Regions from separate parts of the Rattus norvegicus genome. Here region 2 is linked to region 1. The links are chromatin contacts, called in public Hi-C maps. All regions are on one chromosome and are shown on one strand. Each heading gives the region's core, a stretch centred on a gene start, on an enhancer-like site or on the middle of the called end of the contact. The rest is flanking DNA. Distances are from core to core; before and after follow the strand shown. Region 1 has its middle 21 kb from the start of Lipa. Region 2 holds the start of Ifit3 (interferon-induced protein with tetratricopeptide repeats 3).

The links. A called contact is a pair of places that touch in the nucleus more often than the background predicts.
Region 2: a Hi-C map of liver shows a contact between it and region 1, with 4 times the contacts expected there. The contact joins the promoter of Ifit3 here to the enhancer-like site in region 1. A contact is called at or near these places in 5 of 12 Hi-C or Micro-C datasets (the Rat2 cell line, kidney, liver and 1 more).

What each region holds. Positions count from the first base shown.
Region 1 is chr1:241,489,075-241,494,671 of GRCr8, forward strand. No RefSeq gene overlaps it. Among named protein-coding and RNA genes, the nearest start is that of Lipa, 21 kb to the left of the region's middle. Within about 2 kb of position 3,832, at least 18 of the 93 cell types and tissues checked have an H3K27ac peak or open chromatin away from gene starts, as enhancers often do. A contact at or near this core is called in kidney and liver, where this site is marked.
Region 2 is chr1:241,525,643-241,531,132 of GRCr8, forward strand. Ifit3 (interferon-induced protein with tetratricopeptide repeats 3) reads left to right here and starts at 1,684. Exons shown (of 2, transcript NM_001007694.2): 1 at 1,684-1,839; 2 at 4,944-5,490. The coding sequence starts at 1,835.

The sequences.
Region 1 (5,597 bases), core at 2,582-5,081:
ACAAAGTTATTCGTCAGAACCATATAATCAAATTATGAAAAACAAAGTCTCTCTCTCTGTCTCTGTCTCTGTCTCTGTTTCTCTCTCTCTCTCTCTCTCTCTCTCTCTCTCTCTCTCTCTCTCTCTCTCACACACACACACACACACACACACACACACACCTTGTGTTCTACATAAGTCATGATGTTGGGTTGAGCCACATTCATGGCTGCCCTGGGCCATGGGTTGAACAAGTCTTGGCAGAGTGATCCACAGACCAGCAGACTGACATCTTTGGGGCTTATGTAAGACTCAGGCCTCATTCAGAGAGATTACATAATGGTAGGTCTTCAGGTGAGGACTGTCTAAGAAACCAATTAAAAAAATCCAACAGCTTGATTTCATATATTAAGCATATTTCCATTACTGTTCTAGTAAATTCCATTTAAGCAATTGTAAACTCTTTGCTCAGATTTCATTAGGTAACCTAATAAACTGGAGCCTAGGATTTCTTCTCATTTCACAATTACTTTTTAGGAAGGGAACAACACAAATTGCCAAGCCATTAACTATAGAGAACAGTCCCAGTCATTGAGTCAAGATAAGGCGCACTAATATGTTACTGTTGACAGCTGAGGTACAGTTGGGAACAACCAGCAAATGCTTCGCAATGTTTTGTAACAACTCTCATTCTGTTTTTCCTGGAACTGTTCTTTGTGAACAAAACAGACAGTAGAATGTCAAGGCCAAAAAACCTTGATTTCCCCTTGGCTCCTTCTCAGTCACCCTTCACAAGGTCCTCAGTACTGTAAGTGAGAGACAGGAACACAATACCTGGCTGTAACTCAAGAATGGTAGGGGCCTACCTGGACCCTGGCTCTGAAGATCAGTAACTCGGGAGTGGTGTGGGATGAAGACAGATTAAATGGTGTGTTTGGGTTGGGGACGGGGAAAGAGTGCTTTCCTGGTGATAAACCTGGTAACTAAAGATTTTTAAGTTTCTCATGGTTATGGCTTGAATCTCTTCGAATCTATTTGATATATTTTAGCAGTTTGAGGGCCACTTGTTACCTAATTTCACTTTTTAAATTAATTTCACTTTTTTTTTATTAATTTCACTTTTTAAATCTCTCTTTTTAAATTATTATTCAATGATGTGTATGAGTTTTGCCTGGGCCAGAAGAGGGCGCCAGGACCCTAGAACTGAAGTTACAGACAGGTGTGAGCCACCATATGGGCACAGGTCCTCTGGAAGAGCAACCAGTGCTCCTAACCACTGAGTTACATACCCCGGCCTTATCTTTTACTTCCTGGCCTCTAGTTAGGCATCTGATTGACCATGTTCAAAGGGTGATCATTCTCATGTCCTTTTCTTGGACTTAATGGTTTTTTTTTTCTTTTTGCTTTGTTCTATATATTCTCTACTCACTAAACTTATTTTAATTAAAAAGAATTATACAGGGTTACATAAGGCAATTTTCATGAACAAATCACTGTACTTTGAATGTATTCTCCCCATACTCCATTGCCCTCAGTTTTATTTGACTTTCCTCTGACCTACCCTCTTATTTTGTTACTTCTGCTCTCATTAGCCCTATATACCTACTACCTCCTGCCTCTCTTGCTTCAGTGAGAGTCTCCTTAGATCGCCCATGTTAAAGTATTTTGCTATGGGTTAAACAGTTTACCACAGGGGAAAAAGAAATTAAGAACCCTTGACAGGAAGCTGCCTCTGTCCCCTACAGTATGGTGATTCCATTCCTCTCTTAAAACCATGAGGAATGGCTTGAGGGGGTGGGGTGGGGGGATGTGGAACAATAAATACAACTGTGCTTATGAGATTGGAAACATCTGGTTTGTCTGCCAGGAAAGGGATCCTGTAGAACTATCCTACAAAGAAGAGAAGATCCTTCAGGTCAATGTAGTGCTCCTTGAGAAGATCCTCAAAAGCCCGCATAAATTTCATACCCACAAGGCGGTATCCCTTCTGTTCAACGTGATTGATGATCTCCCCAACAAGCCCCTACTGGATCCCATTATACTTGATGACAGAGAAGATACACTCACTGTTGGCCACGGGTGCTATGGTCTCGGAGGGACTGAAGGATGTGAAGACAGGCTGGGTGGTGCAGAGAGAGACCAAACCCACAGACTCTAAGCCTGGGACCATCTGAGGAGACTTTTGCATCCAAGTTGGCAGAGATGGTTCTGTGGAGAGAACAGAAAAGAAAATCAGCTTGTTGTTTCAGCCCAAAGAGCTGTGCGCACAGGACCGGATCTATGAGTGACAGGAAGGCCCCTGTTTTTCCACATACTGACCCCTGTTCCTACAGGCCGGGGACCAGCAACTCTAGATAGTTCTGGGTCCATTTTTGACCTGGAGGGATCCTCTGGGAACTGTGATTCCCTATTCTCTATAAGTACCACTGGTAGATTAAAATGTCTCCTTTCCTTTGAAGAGGAAGGAGGGGGAGTGGGAGGGGGAGTGAGATGGGGAGGGAGGCAGGGAGGAGACTCAGTTTAGGAGAGGAATTAAACTGTCAAGACCAGAAGTATATGTGAAAGGATATAACTGCTGGGCAATAGGGCGTAGTATGATGGATTGTTAGAATGACATTTCACTACTAAAGCTCTCCCTCTCTTCCCCATCCCTTATCTCCTTTTCAGTTGTAGGGAAAGAAGCCAGTGACTTGGGCCAGAGCTCTGCCACTGAGCTACATCTTAGCCTTGGAACCTCATTTCTTTTAAAGGACTTTAAATGTCATTTATCTTTCATTCTATCTATCTATCTAGATTCATCTATCATCCATCCATCCATCCATCCATCCATTCATTTATTTAGTCAAGGGTGACACATGGAGGTCAGAGGACCACTTGCAGGAATTTGTTTTTACTTTCCCTGGGATTGAACTCATGACCCAACTCAGATCCTAGGGCTTAAAGTCTAGTGATTTAAGCCCCTGAGCCATTTCCTAAGCCAGTTGAATTTCAATTTAAATCCCAGGGATCTTCCAAGAATTCAATCCAGGAGAACGCCTCTTGCTAAGATGCTAGCTCCATTAGAGAGCTGGAAACGGTTGAACCATCCTGTAAGAATCAACTAGGTGTCATCTCTGCTGTCCAGAATGTTACCGTCTGCGAATTAATCCACTTCAGGTAGAAACGTCAGCAAACATTAAAAATAGGAAAGTACAGTAAAGGATCCTGTCTGGTCTTGTATTGTACAAGGAGAAGTCTATGCTAGAGCTTGGCTGGATCACCAAAGCCCAGAGGCTGGATAATTCAGGGGAACTTCATAGAAGAACGGATAAAATCAACTCGCTCCCAATTCTGAAAGTACTTTGGCTGCAAACTCTCAAATTTAGTATCTAGGGATAATAAAGTTCAAAGCGGTGGAGAAGGGCACCCTCTGGCGACAGTAGCAGGACCCAGTGAGAAGGAAGCAGCATTATGATGGAGTACCACCCCGGTATAAAGCTAGCTGGGAGCAGTATACGAGCCAGGTTGCCTGGGTGAGTGCAGAATCCCACCCTTAGCTGAGCGGTGTGGGTGTGGGGACCCAGAAAGGTGGAGCTCACTTTAGGAAACAGTGGGGAGTCCTCCAAAGGATTCAGGTATGCCAGCCACACACCTGACCAACGCTGCAAACAAGTAGGAAACACAGATATCTTTAATGCGTAGCCTAACGGGCTAGCAGTTGCTCCCACAAAGTGTGGGTACCAGGTACACTGGGCTGTGAGGAGCAGTAGCCCGCGCCCGAAGCAGTAGTCACTGGCCACACACCCTTCACCAGCCACCATTCTGCCTAAAGGGAAATCCCAGCATCTGCGGTTACTGCTCTTTTACTCATCAGCAAGGCACACCGAGATGAGACTTAGAAGTGGTCATCACTCTTAAATATGGCTGGACCGACTTTTGTTTCCCTGGGCCGCCCACTAGTGGCGCTGGATGGACTCTGGATCCTGAGCCCTTTTCTATCCAGAACTCAAAACTCAGCTCACTCAAAGGCTTTCAAAAACAGCTGTCTTTCCTTCCGTTCCCGGTTGTTTATTTGAGAAGGAAGTGCACCGGAAATTACAGACACTTGTTTAATGCGCCACATTCTCTTAACTCTGTAAGTCCATTAACATGTTAGTGTGCAGTGGTCTCTCCACTCCCCCTCCCACTCCCACCTGTGTTTTGCTGGTTTGGTGTTTTAAAATGACAGCTGACGTAAGAGTGCCTCTCTGTTGAGCAGACACAAGGAATCTCTTTCTTCTTTCTTTCTCTTTCATTCTTTTAAAAAATACTTTCCGGATTCAAAACGTTGTTAAAGGAAGAAGAGAGGTAAAGGCTAGATGTATGGACTGGGAATCTCAAATTGGGGAGCGCCGTTCCGAGTTGAGGAAGGCACCAGAAGTATTTGTGTCCTTGTGTAATTAATACTGTGTGAGGGGGGTATTTGGGAGCGCTGAGAGCAAGCGGTGTCACCATCTTCAGAGCAGCTACAGCTCAGGAGGCCGTGAGCCTGGAGTGCACTTGTACTTAGGTAAAATATCAACAAAGACTCCAAGAAAACAAAAGGAAAAACTACAGCACTTTGGTCCCCTGAAACGTGTGCTATCCAAAAGAGTAAGGCAATGGCTGAAAAGACCCTGCTGGAGAAGATAGGACCTCGTGTCTTCAAGATAATCTGAGCATGAAGAATACACAGGGTCATAGGACAAGGTTAACAAACGTCCACCCAAAGCCAGCTACTGTTTGCTATTTGCTTCTATGAGTGACGTTTTATTGGATCACGTGCTCTCTGATGCCACAAGAGCAGTCTGGACTGGTTGCTCACCCAGCCAGAAGAAGATTTATTACTTGGCCCTTAACAGGGTCCAGAACATCATAATGGCCATAGTTCAAATTCCTGGGATTCTTGGAACATGAGGACTACTAAACTACCCATGACTGTATGCTAAGGATCGTTAGGCAAAGCACACACACACACACACACACACACACACACACACACACACACACATAGAGACACACACACAGAGACACATACACACATACACAAACACACACATACAGAGACACACACAGAGATAGACACATACACACATACACAAACACACACACAGACATACACACACAGACACATATACACATACAAACACACAGAGACACATACACACACAAACACACACAAACACTCACACAAATATATAAACACAAACACAAACACACACAAACACAAACACACACATACACACACAAACACACATACACAAATACACACACAAACACACACACACAAATACACACACAAACAAAAACACACACACACACATAGAGACACACACACAGACACATACACACATACACAAACACACACATACAGAGACACACACAGAGATAGACACATACACACATACACAAACACACACACAGACATACACACACAGACACATATACACATACAAACACACAGACACATACACACACACAAACACACCCACAAACACACACACAAACACATACACAAACACACACAAACACACAAATACATAAACACAAACACAAACACACACAAACACACACACATACACACACAAACACACACACACACAAATACACACACAAACACA
Region 2 (5,490 bases), core at 434-2,933, 34 kb after region 1:
CAATTGATCTGTCAGCCAATCCATCAAGCAACCAGCCAGTCAATCATGACCTCCTTTATTCTTCCAAGAGGAAACAACTGGGTCAATGTGCCCTATGCCTGACTTAACCACTTCTGTTGCTCAGACCATTTCTGCACCGCTAAAGCAACATCTCTAATAACAACACACAGTGCACAAATGTCCAACGTACAGTTTTCTATTAATCAGAGCAGACAGGGAAAAGGATGCAGGCCCGTCCTCCTTGGGCTTGTATTTCACCATTTCAAGTCCCTCTGGACCAAAATCAGGCATTGAGTTCTTAGGCACAAAATGAAATGAGATCTCTGAAAACTTTAGACTTTTTGTGGATTTTTCTAACCGAAGCCTTTCAAAGCATAGGCTAAAGGCAAGTTCAGTGGGTCAAACAGGCGTGTCTTCTCACGCCTTACCTCTCACACCAGTAAGAGGAGCAAGTTGCTACATGAAACAGGGAACCAGAACTGCACAGCTGACTGAGTTCATGCCACCTTCCTGACACATGGCAGTGATCTCTGAACTGGAACTCTCTTCCAGTGACAGGTTTGCTTTGTGAGCTGAGTCTGCTTTTGGCTGTTTCGGGCTGAAAAGAAGCACACTCCTAATTACCAATCCATTTCTTTTCTAACAAGCCAGGCTAACCAGACTCGGAGTGCTTATGGGCATTAATGTCATGACTAGGGGCTTTTATCAAACCTTTTACCAATCGTTATGGTGACAGTATGTGGAAACCTTTCTGGAACAGGTGCTTCGATGCCAATGAGACCACATGAAAGAGAAGATATGCTGACTAATGGACCGTGGCTAGGAGAGCTCCTGAAAGACCTCAGTCTTGAGTACAGCTTCATTTTCATACCATTCTCTAAAACAACAAGGTGGGGCAAAGAAGCAGGCAAGATTTTACAGAACCATGTGAGGCAACATGCAGGTTGTGAAGAGCCATGAGCCAATGTTTTTAGTTGTTTCTCCAGGTCATTTTGTCTCAAGGAGCAAGTGACTTCATGTTTAGCAGACGAACAGGAAAAAAAGCCTTCCTTTAAGCAAATCGTTAAGTAAATCAGCAAATCAGTAGCTAAAAATTGGTCTACTCTACCTTCTACTTCCACATGACCTCATAATTCAAAGCAGAATTCTTTGACTTTATCACAAATCTGTTCTCCCACCCAGGAGGCAGTTATGCACATAATAATTCCATTCCAGAACTGGTATACAGGAAATGGTCATCGCAGACCTCTAGGAACTAAAAGGCACAGCAAATTCCCCTGGTGTTTTGCTACTTGAATTCAGTGTAGCATAAAACAAAAGCATTGGTTCGATTATCCTCCAGGAAAAAAACAGGATTGAAAACTCTCTCCCACAAGGGAACACAGAGGGAAACTACTATTGTTCCCTCAAGAGATTTTAGAATAGTTTCTTTCATGTGGCCCCAGAAACGACTGTCAGAGTACCCTAGAGACTTTGTGGAAAACCTTCTTCTTCTTCCCAGATGCAGTGTCACGCTCCAGGAAATGCCTCCCCACCCTCTGACGCCACGGGCTCAGAGCTTACATAAAGTTTTGTGTCCAGGACATAGAAGATCTCAGTAGTAAGTTTTGTTTTCCTCTTCTGGTTGATTTTAAGTCTGTTTCAGTTTCTAGTTTCCACTTCCCTTTCACAAACGTGAGTCATGAGAAACAGCAGGACATCAGCTGATGAGTTTCTCCCCCACCCTCTGCCCCCTTATATAATCGTCTGAGTGCCCACTTTCGGTGAACTGAGATTTCTGAACTGTTCAGCCCACACCCAGCTTTTCACAGCAGCATAGAAACAGATCGCCGTCATGAGGTCAGTGCAATCTCTGGTTCTCCACCTTAAATGATAAACTGTCGCTCAGTGCACAGAAGTGTCCTAGGTTATCTGGTTGCTTGTAGATTCAACACACCTGAATTAGCACGACTTTTATTAGTGGAACCTTTAGTTATTACTTCTCTGTGTGCATTGAAGTACTCTGCAGCTTCTAAAACTGCTCACTGGACAGCCCTGGAGAAGATTTATAGACACACTCAAGCACAAAGTTGGGCTCAAAGCTAAACTAATGGAATTGCTCTTTGGACTTTTCTGTTGTGTCATTCAATGTGATCAATGCACTAAAAGCTAGTGTGTGTGTTTGTGTGTTCAATGTGTGTGTGTGTGTGTGTGTGTTTGTATTTCTGTGTTTGTGTCTGTGTGTCTCTTTATGTGTGTTCACATGTGTGTCTGTGCCTGTGTGTCTGTGTCTCTGTGTACCTTTCCAAAGGAACTATTCCTTCACGATCAGGTAGTGTGAGAGTTGGCATCAGTATTGCGAGCTCAATTCATGTTGCCGAAATGTTGGATCGCTCCATGATTAAGGTATAAGAAACAATTCTTACAGATGAGAAGGGGTTTTGCACTTTGGGGGTTTTCTTTTTCATTTCTCATATGCAACCAAATCTCAAACTTTCAAGTTGATTTTTGCTACTGTTTAAGGCTGCAGGGCAGGTAGAAAACTATCCCCCCTCAAAATATAAACTCTGCCTAATTTGTAGCTATGCAAGCAGAACAATGGTTACCTAGAGATGGTAAGGACAGAGTATGAAGATACACACAGGCATCTCAGAGATGGCAGCGATGACCTATCAAGTGTGGGTGGGGGCACATGAGCATAAACAATTGTCTAGACTCAGGGTACATATACCCATAAAACAAGTGCATTTTGTGGTAAGTAAAGAGTAATCATAATACATTGATTTTTAAAACTTAAACTACACCTGCCATTGGAAGAGTCTCAGTGAGAACTAAGAAGTACTGCTGCTCCTGACAAATACCTATCAGCAAAGAATAGAAGCATTGATGGCAGAGGGAAGGCTGTTTAACTGCTGTGAGAGCTATGAAAAAAGACTGTCTTCCCTCAGCTCGAATGGTTACAAATGTTTAGCAAGGACCTGGCTGGAATCACAATGAATGAAAGGCATGCACCTCCAACTGTGTTAGCCTACTCCTTCCTACAGTGGGGGACTCTGAAAGGATCAGTGTTAGTTCTGAGTGTGACTGACCAGAAAGCTGACCTGCCCGGAACCTTAATGTCTAGCCTCAACAAAAGGCTTTGCTGGGCTTGCTGTTTGGCTACGTCGAAGGCAAAAATTTAAGCAGCTGTGAGCTGTGAGATTATGCTGACCAGGAGTCTCTACCACTACATTCTGTGAGGACAGGGGTAGCCTGAGCTGCTCTTGCCCAGTAATGTTATAAATTGCAGAATGGTGTAAGTAAAGGACCTTGGAGGGCACCTGGACCATTCTGGATTTGAGGTTCCTGCAAAGGTTCATGAAAAGCCTTTCTTGTTCTTTGTACAGCTTTGTCAGTTACGGTCTTTCCGTGTCTAGAGATTAAATGTTCCTACGTCTAAATTTTCCCATAAGCCAACTTACCAATTCGTGTATTATGTCTGTCTCTCTGCTTTAGTTACATGGCTTAGTATGCTGTGATAAGAGACCCAATGAAAGCAGCTTAAGGAAGAAAACGTTAATTTATCGCAGGTCAGATATTGAGGGTACAATCATGGCTGCAAAGTCATGGTGGTAACTGCAAATGCTGGTCTCGCTGTGTTCAGTGAGGAGGCAGAGACAGGTGAATACTGGTGCCCAGGTTGCATTATTTATTTATTTTTATTTAGTCTTGGACACTGGCTCATGGAGGGGGTGCTATCCAGACTTAGAGTTTTATTTCACAGTTAACCATTTCTGAAAATACATTCCTAGATGTGCTGCGTTTTTATGGTAATTATACATCCGATCAGATTGACAAAGGAAATCAGCTGACACAGCATCTTTCTCCTTCACACTCAGTCTGTGTAAGGACAGAGCAGAGAAGAGCTGAAGCCAGGGAAGTCCTTGAAGGTGCACTGGTCACACTTCTTTCAGAACAATCTGCCCCTTGAAATCTGAGACCTAAAAGGCAGCACCTAGGGTTCCATCTCCACTGTAGTTTCTTATATTGAAAAAGACTAAGTAAGATTTTGTGGGTTGCTGCTTCCTGGTCATCTTACTGTCATTCAGACTCCTCATCAAGAGGATTCACCAATAACTGTGTAATCTAAAGCTCCAGCTAATGACTGAGTCTCAGAGAACTTGAATTTCCTTTCTTTCTTCTTCTTTTCTGAGTTGGGACTCACCATGTCACCTTGGTTGCCCTCAAATCCACACATATCAGTCTACTTCTACCTTCTGAGTGCTCGGATTGAGACCGCATGACCATGTTCAGCTTTGAAACTTGTCTTTTCAGAATTGGGAAGCACATTATCAGGCTCCCTCCTCTTCCTGGCTTGCACCTTCTACCCTGTAACTAGAACAGGGACAAGGAATTACAGCCTCTCAAACTGTCCTATACTTGTGTCCTGAATCGCAATTAGCTTTTGGTTATGATTAAAATGCAAAACTGCAGGGAATTCTAAACTCTTGAATGAATAGTTCTAAGACAAGGCTAAGAAGGAAACATGGGGATAGAAGTATTTTAAAAGGACCACAGATTTTTTTTCATATATGTGCTGGAATTGGAGTACTACTTAATTGTGGGTGAAATAGTCAGCATTCCTTGAGTGTAGAAAAGGCCTTGTGCAATGGCTGTGTGAATCTGTTCACAAGAACTACCACAAAGGGGTGGCAGGTGGGAGAGTGGACAGGGTGTAGACATAAAGAGAACTTGAATGTTAATGGCTGATTCGTGTCTGAGGGATTAGCAATTAAAGGATGGCCTGAAAACAAACATCCTTGAGCCCATAGCTCACACTGTAGTATGAATCCAACACCCAAAAGAAGGTGCTTAATTTTTCAATGTCCTGGGGCTCAGTCCAGTTCCCATGTAAAATTAACCATCACAAAATACACAAGATGTATGGGTGCCCATCATGGTGACCATGTGTGTTTTCTCCACAGTGAGGTCAACAAGGAGTCTCTGGAAAAAATCCTTCCTCAACTTAAGTGCCATTTCACCTGGAATTTATTCAAGGAAGGAAGCATCTCAAGTCATATGGAAGACAGGGTGTGTAACCAGATCGAAAATTTAAACTCTGAGCACAAAGCGACAATGTATGACTTACTGGCCTATATAAAGCACCTAGATGGTGAGAACGAGGCCGCCCTGGAATGCTTAGGGCAAGCTGAAGATTTACGGAAGTCAGAGCGCAGTGATCGAGCAGAGATTAAATGTCTGGTCACCTGGGGAAACTATGCTTGGATCTACTACCGCATTGGCCAGCTCTCAGAAGCTCAGGCGTACGCTGACAAGGTGAGACAAGTTTGCCAAAAGTTTGCAAATCCTTACAGCATGGAATGCCCAGAACTTGACTGTGAGGAAGGATGGACACGCCTAAAGTGTGGAAGAAATGAACGAGCTAAGATGTGCTTCGAAAAGGCTCTAGAGGAGAAGCCCGAGGATCCAGAGTGCAGGGCTGGAATGGCCATTGCCATGTACCGCCTACAG